Regions from separate parts of the Hordeum vulgare genome. Here region 1 is linked to region 2. Evidence: chromatin contacts called from public Hi-C data. All regions are on one chromosome and are shown on one strand. The core of a region is the stretch at or near the end of the contact, and the rest is flanking DNA. Distances in the headings are between cores, read along the strand shown.

What was found. A called contact is a pair of places that touch in the nucleus more often than the background predicts.
Region 1: a Hi-C map of leaf shows a contact between it and region 2, with 4 times the contacts expected there. The contact joins the promoter of LOC123443146 here to the enhancer-like site in region 2. A contact is called at or near these places in 2 of 6 Hi-C or Micro-C datasets (leaf and seedling) and 1 of 1 datasets of contacts at active chromatin or transcription factors (embryo).

The regions. Positions count from the first base shown.
Region 1 is chr3H:105,845,549-105,848,248 of MorexV3_pseudomolecules_assembly, forward strand. It overlaps LOC123443146 (GDSL esterase/lipase At5g45920-like), which reads left to right and starts at 1,258. Exons shown (of 5, transcript XM_045119428.1): 1 at 1,258-1,626; 2 at 1,709-1,933; 3 at 2,008-2,075; 4 at 2,508-2,675. The coding sequence starts at 1,528.
Region 2 is chr3H:105,672,236-105,674,935 of MorexV3_pseudomolecules_assembly, forward strand. LOC123443145 (aarF domain-containing protein kinase 1) reads left to right here. Exons shown (of 16, transcript XM_045119426.1): 11 at 2,619-2,700. Among protein-coding and RNA genes, the nearest start is that of LOC123443145, 7.1 kb to the left of the region's middle. Within about 2 kb of position 1,261, at least 1 of the 3 cell types and tissues checked has open chromatin away from gene starts, as enhancers often do. A contact at or near this core is called in leaf, where this site is marked.

The DNA of each region.
Region 1 (2,700 bases), core at 8-2,507, 170 kb after region 2:
GTACAAAGAAAAATAATAATCAAAATCGAAAGAAAACGCCCGAGTGTGACGGTGGCTAAATGCATCACTTGGCGTGCTCTTATGCCATAAAAAACTAGAAGGTCCCTAAGTTTTTTTTTTGCAAATTTTGTTAAGATGCTCACTCATATCCCACTATTTACATAAAAATTAAAGTTAATCAGATCATTAGTTAATGAAATTAATCCTAAAAGTTCACCCAAGCTCGTATGAGCTCAGGCTGAGTTAGTTTGTATCCTATATTTTAATAATTAATCTTAAAACCTATTATTCCTGTCAACTAATATAAGATCGTTTAAATAAACTACTTTCTTTCTTTCCATACATGTCTTTTTTAGGAAACTCTTCACATTTTGCACGAAAACGATGCAAAAGGCACATGCGTGAAGCCATTCGACATGGCATGTTTACCCCTTCCAAGTGACATTCTCCACCTTTGCTGACAAAGTGAAGCATTGCATCGTATGCAACCTACAACTTTTTATTTTTTAAATTTGTTTATTTAAAGTGTTTTATCCCTTGAACACGCGTCAAACAAAAACAAAAACAAAAAATCCCGAAAAAACCAACAACCTAGAAAAACCAATAACTAAAAAAGAGGAAAAAACTAAAGTCCAGATGCTCGGTTACATTTTTTACTTTTTGAAAAGTACAGATTATGCTTATCACGAAATCGAGGCTATGCTTCTTATGGAAGCACAACTGTGCTTTCTGTACAAGCACATGTTATAATTTTTTTTCTTTTAAAGAATTATGCTTCTCATGATAGAAGTACATATGTGCTTCTAATGGAAGTGCACGACGACTTTCTTGTGAAAGAAAATTTTCCACCCAAAACGGTTTTCTTCTTTAAAACCTGGAAAAAACCTCATATAAACCCCAAAAAGCACGTACAAAGAAAAAAAATCAAAACCCAAAGAAAACTTTCGAGTGTGACGGTGGCTAAATGCATCACTTGACGTGCTCTCATGCCACAAAAAACCAGAAGGTCCCTAAGTTTTTTGAGCAAATATTAACACGTTCACTCATATCCCACTTTTTACATAAAAATTAAAAGTTAATCAGATCATTAATTAAATAAATTAACAGCTAAGATCTATTATAAACTTTTACCTCTCGTGTGAAAATTATAGGTAAGAGGGAGCTGGTTAAAAGTGAATTTTTTTCTTTAGGTAACCGCTCGTTCTCGGCGATGGCGATATTTGTTGAAAATCATGGGCCAGTCATCGGTCCAACCACATACAGGGAGAGATCAACAGACGGCCGGCCGGAACATGCTCGCTCGTCGGGACTCGGGAGTACCGACGAATCCTCGCCGCTTGCCGATCAGAAGTCGCGACGAGCTCACCTAATATTCCACCTCTCCCCAGAGGCCACCCAACCTACCACATGGCTGTATGTATAATACTGTACTCCACTGCAGCAGAAGCGAGGTGCTCGTGAAGTCGACGTGATATCCAGTCCAGTGGCCGATCCGTGATCCGTGTTGGAGAGAGCGAGGGAGAGAAGATGCGGCCGCGGCTGGTGCTCTTCGGCGACTCAATCACCGAGCAGTCCTTTGCCTCCGGCGGCTGGGGCGCCGCCCTCGCGGAGCACTTCGCGAGGCAGGTACGTCCGCGGCACCTCCCCACCTCGCCGGTTGCGCCGCCGCCGCCGCCTTTACGCGTGACATCGGATTTTTGCTGGTTAGGCGGATGTGGTGCTGCGCGGGCTCAGCGGGTACAACACGCGCTGGGCGCTGAAGGTGCTGGACAGAGCCATGGAGGGGGCGGCCGACGGAGGCGCGGACCCGGCGGCGGTGACGGTGTTCTTCGGCGCCAACGACGCCACCCTGCCCGACCAGGCGCAGGCGCACCAGAACGTCCCGCTCGGGGAGTACCAGGACAACCTACGCGCGATTTGCGCCTACTTCAAGGTTGCGGTCATACAGTCCTGGAACAGGAATGCTGATTGCCTCTTTGATTACTCATCTATGGTTTGGTTTTGCAGAATAAGTGGCCCTCCGCTGCCGTCATACTCATCACCCCTCCACCGATCCACGAGCCGGCAAGGATTCGGTAACCAATGGCCCCCACACCTAGGACCCACTGGATATTCTTATGGGTTTCATTATGTACTTATGTTGATTCCCTTTTGGGTTTCCTTTTGCTACTTTTGTTGCTTGCGTTTTACAGTGATATATGTCAACTGGAACTGTTTATCTCAACCGCATGTTAAGAAATTGGGCTGAACTTATGTGGTATCCAGTGCGTGTTTAGTGTTTGACTTATGTGGATCTATGTAACCAGTTCATTAGGTAGAGTTCCTTGTATGTTCCCTGTATTTTCAATCGAAATTATGACAATTTCAACAGTCTGAAGATCCACTTGCCACTTTGTGGCCTGTGATCTGGCCTGAAGATTTCTTCCATGCAAAGATATTATAAACTGTAACTTTTGGCAAAGCAGATTCGCATGCAAACCACACCTATCCCATATCTTTTTATGCAGAGACATATATGGAGATAATGACCCTTCAAGACAGCCTGAAAGAACCAATGAAGCTGCTGGCACTTATGCACAGGCGTGCATAGCTGTTGCTAAAGAATTGGGTCATCCAGTTATAGACATCTGGACGCTGATGCAGCAATTTCCTGATTGGCAAACATCTGCATTAAGGTACGAATCTCTTTCCATATTCTTG
Region 2 (2,700 bases), core at 11-2,510:
AAAATGGTCCGTGCGTTGCAACGGGAGAAATAAAACATAATCTTTAATGATGATGATCACATTATATTCACACATCATCGCTTGATTTTAAAATTTTGTGCACAAATGCAAGAAAATGTTTCTTCTTTTAAATGTATTCACAAGTTGAAGCAATCTTTACATTTTCAAAAAAAAATATCATGGTTGTCAAAAATCTTGGTAACTCAAAGAATTATTCTTAATTTCAAGATTTTTTTTAGAAAACATACAATAATAATCCGATCCATCCAATAGTTAATTCTTCAAAAATCACACGGATATATTTTCACAAAGACTTAGAAACATTAATGTTTAACTACATACATTAGATCTTTCATGAACAATTTTACAAATATGAGAACAATTTTAAAATCAAGAACATTTTTTACAATTTACAAACATTTACTAAAACTCGTGAATATTTTTTTATATTTCATACGGGTTTACATATTTTCTTTTGAATTGGCGACCAATTCTAGAATAGACGAACATAATTTTTTATGTTGGAGGATTTTACTTTAAATTCACAAACATTTTTGAAATGCATGAAGTTTTTCTGAATAAACAAACATTTTTATAAGTCAGTAATATATTTATTAAATTCACAGACATTGTTTTGGAATTTGTAAAAAAAAATATAAAAATCCAGCGCCTTTTTTGAATCCACAAACATTTTATGTTTTCGTCAACATTTTAATTCAAAATTCCTATTTTTTAATATGCAAATGCTTTTGTAATTCTAAATTATTTAAATTAGAGTAAACAAAAAATGGAAAGGAAAAAAAAAAAACTATCAAAACAGGCATTAGCTATTTTTAAGTTTTTAGGACATTTTTTAAATGCATTGGCATATTTCGAATTAGAAAGCATTTTGTTAAATGCTTTTAATAATGTTAAATACCTGGAGTTTGATTTGAAATCCTGGACTTTTCTTATTTTACAAACATTTTTTCAAACTTGCAAACATTTTATTGTATATGCGAGCATTTTTTACAAAAACTCCGAGCAGTTTTTAAAGTCACAAACATTTTATTTTTTTAAATATGTTGATTTAAAATGTTAAGTTTATTAAAAGTTTAAAGGTTATTTGAAGTTCTAAATTATTTAAAATAGAAAAATAAAATGAAACTGAAGATAAATAAATAAACGGAACTAAAAAAACTGGCACCTGTGCATGGGCCAGCCCAAGGTGTGCTGGATATTCTCCCAGGGTGCAGAGCATAATATAGGAGGTTTTTACATGGGCCGGCCCAGTCCGAGATTTTTCGCTTTCTAAAACGTTTTCTATTACTTACCGGTGGCAATGGTGGGTAATTTATGCAAACTTCAGGGGCAATTTTCATGACGTACCACAGAAGCAATAGGTGCTTTATTAATAGGTAAAGATAAAGATAAAGATAGCAAAATGGCCCGTGCGTTGCAACGGAAGAAAAAAACACCATTTTTTATGACGATTACCACATTATGTTCATATCTAATCGCATGATTTCGAAAATTTGTTCACAAATGCAAGAAAATATTTCTTATTTTAATTTTATTCAAATTCACAAGTTGAAACAATGTTCATATTTTTAAAAAATATCATGGTTGTCAAAAAACATGGTAACTCAAAGATTTATTCTGAATTTTCAGAAACATCTTTTAAAATATACTATAATATTCCGATCCACCCCGACAATTTATTCTTCAAAATTCACCCTGGTATATAATCGGAAAGACTCATAAGCATTACTGTTAAACTACATACATTCGATCATTCATGAACATTTTTACAAATTTGGGAATCTTTTTAAAATCAAGAACATGTTTTACTATTTGTAAACATTTTTAAAAAATTCTAAACAATATTTGATATTACGAACTATTTTCAAGTATTTTCTTGCGAATTGGTGAATAATTCACTTTTTGAATTATCAAACATTTTTTAATTGCATTAAAGAAATTGCTCAAAATGATGGACTTTTTTTGATTCACGAATGTTTTCTCGAAAATTCCGATTTTTTTAATATACAAACATTTTTACAGAAATCCCGAACAATTATTGAATCCGCAAACATTTTATGTTTTATCAGAAATTTATGTATATATAATTTTTGAATTTCGAAAGTTTTTTTTTGATTTATTTTAATTAGAAAAAATAAAAGGGAACAGATAAATAATAATTAAAAAGTAAAAAAAAGGCCCCCGCCCATCGGCTGGCCCAAATGGGCGTTCTGTTTCTTCTCCAGCTGGCAGAGCGTAGTATAGCTGGTCCCTATGCTAGGGCCGGCCCATGCGACGATTCCCTGTAAAATGTTTTTTATAACTTATAGGTGGCATTGGTGAGTAATTTTAAACAATTTTAAGGCAATTTTAATGACGTACCGCAGAAGCAATAGGTGCTTTATTAATAGGTAAAGACAAAATTAGCTAAAAAGGAATTATAAAAACAAGATCACATTTCCTAAAGGATGCAAAATAATGATTGTTCTACTAACATCATCTATTTTTTTTACCCCTCTTCATGTTCATTTATTTGATGTTGCACATGATATCTATTTTTCTCACTGACCTGCTATTTCTTATGCGGGTGTTCTCTTACCTCTACATGTACCTTCCAGGTAGCTAAAGCATTAATCGAACTGTTTGGTGAAATGATATTTATACATGGTTTTGTTCATGGCGATCCTCATCCTGGAAACT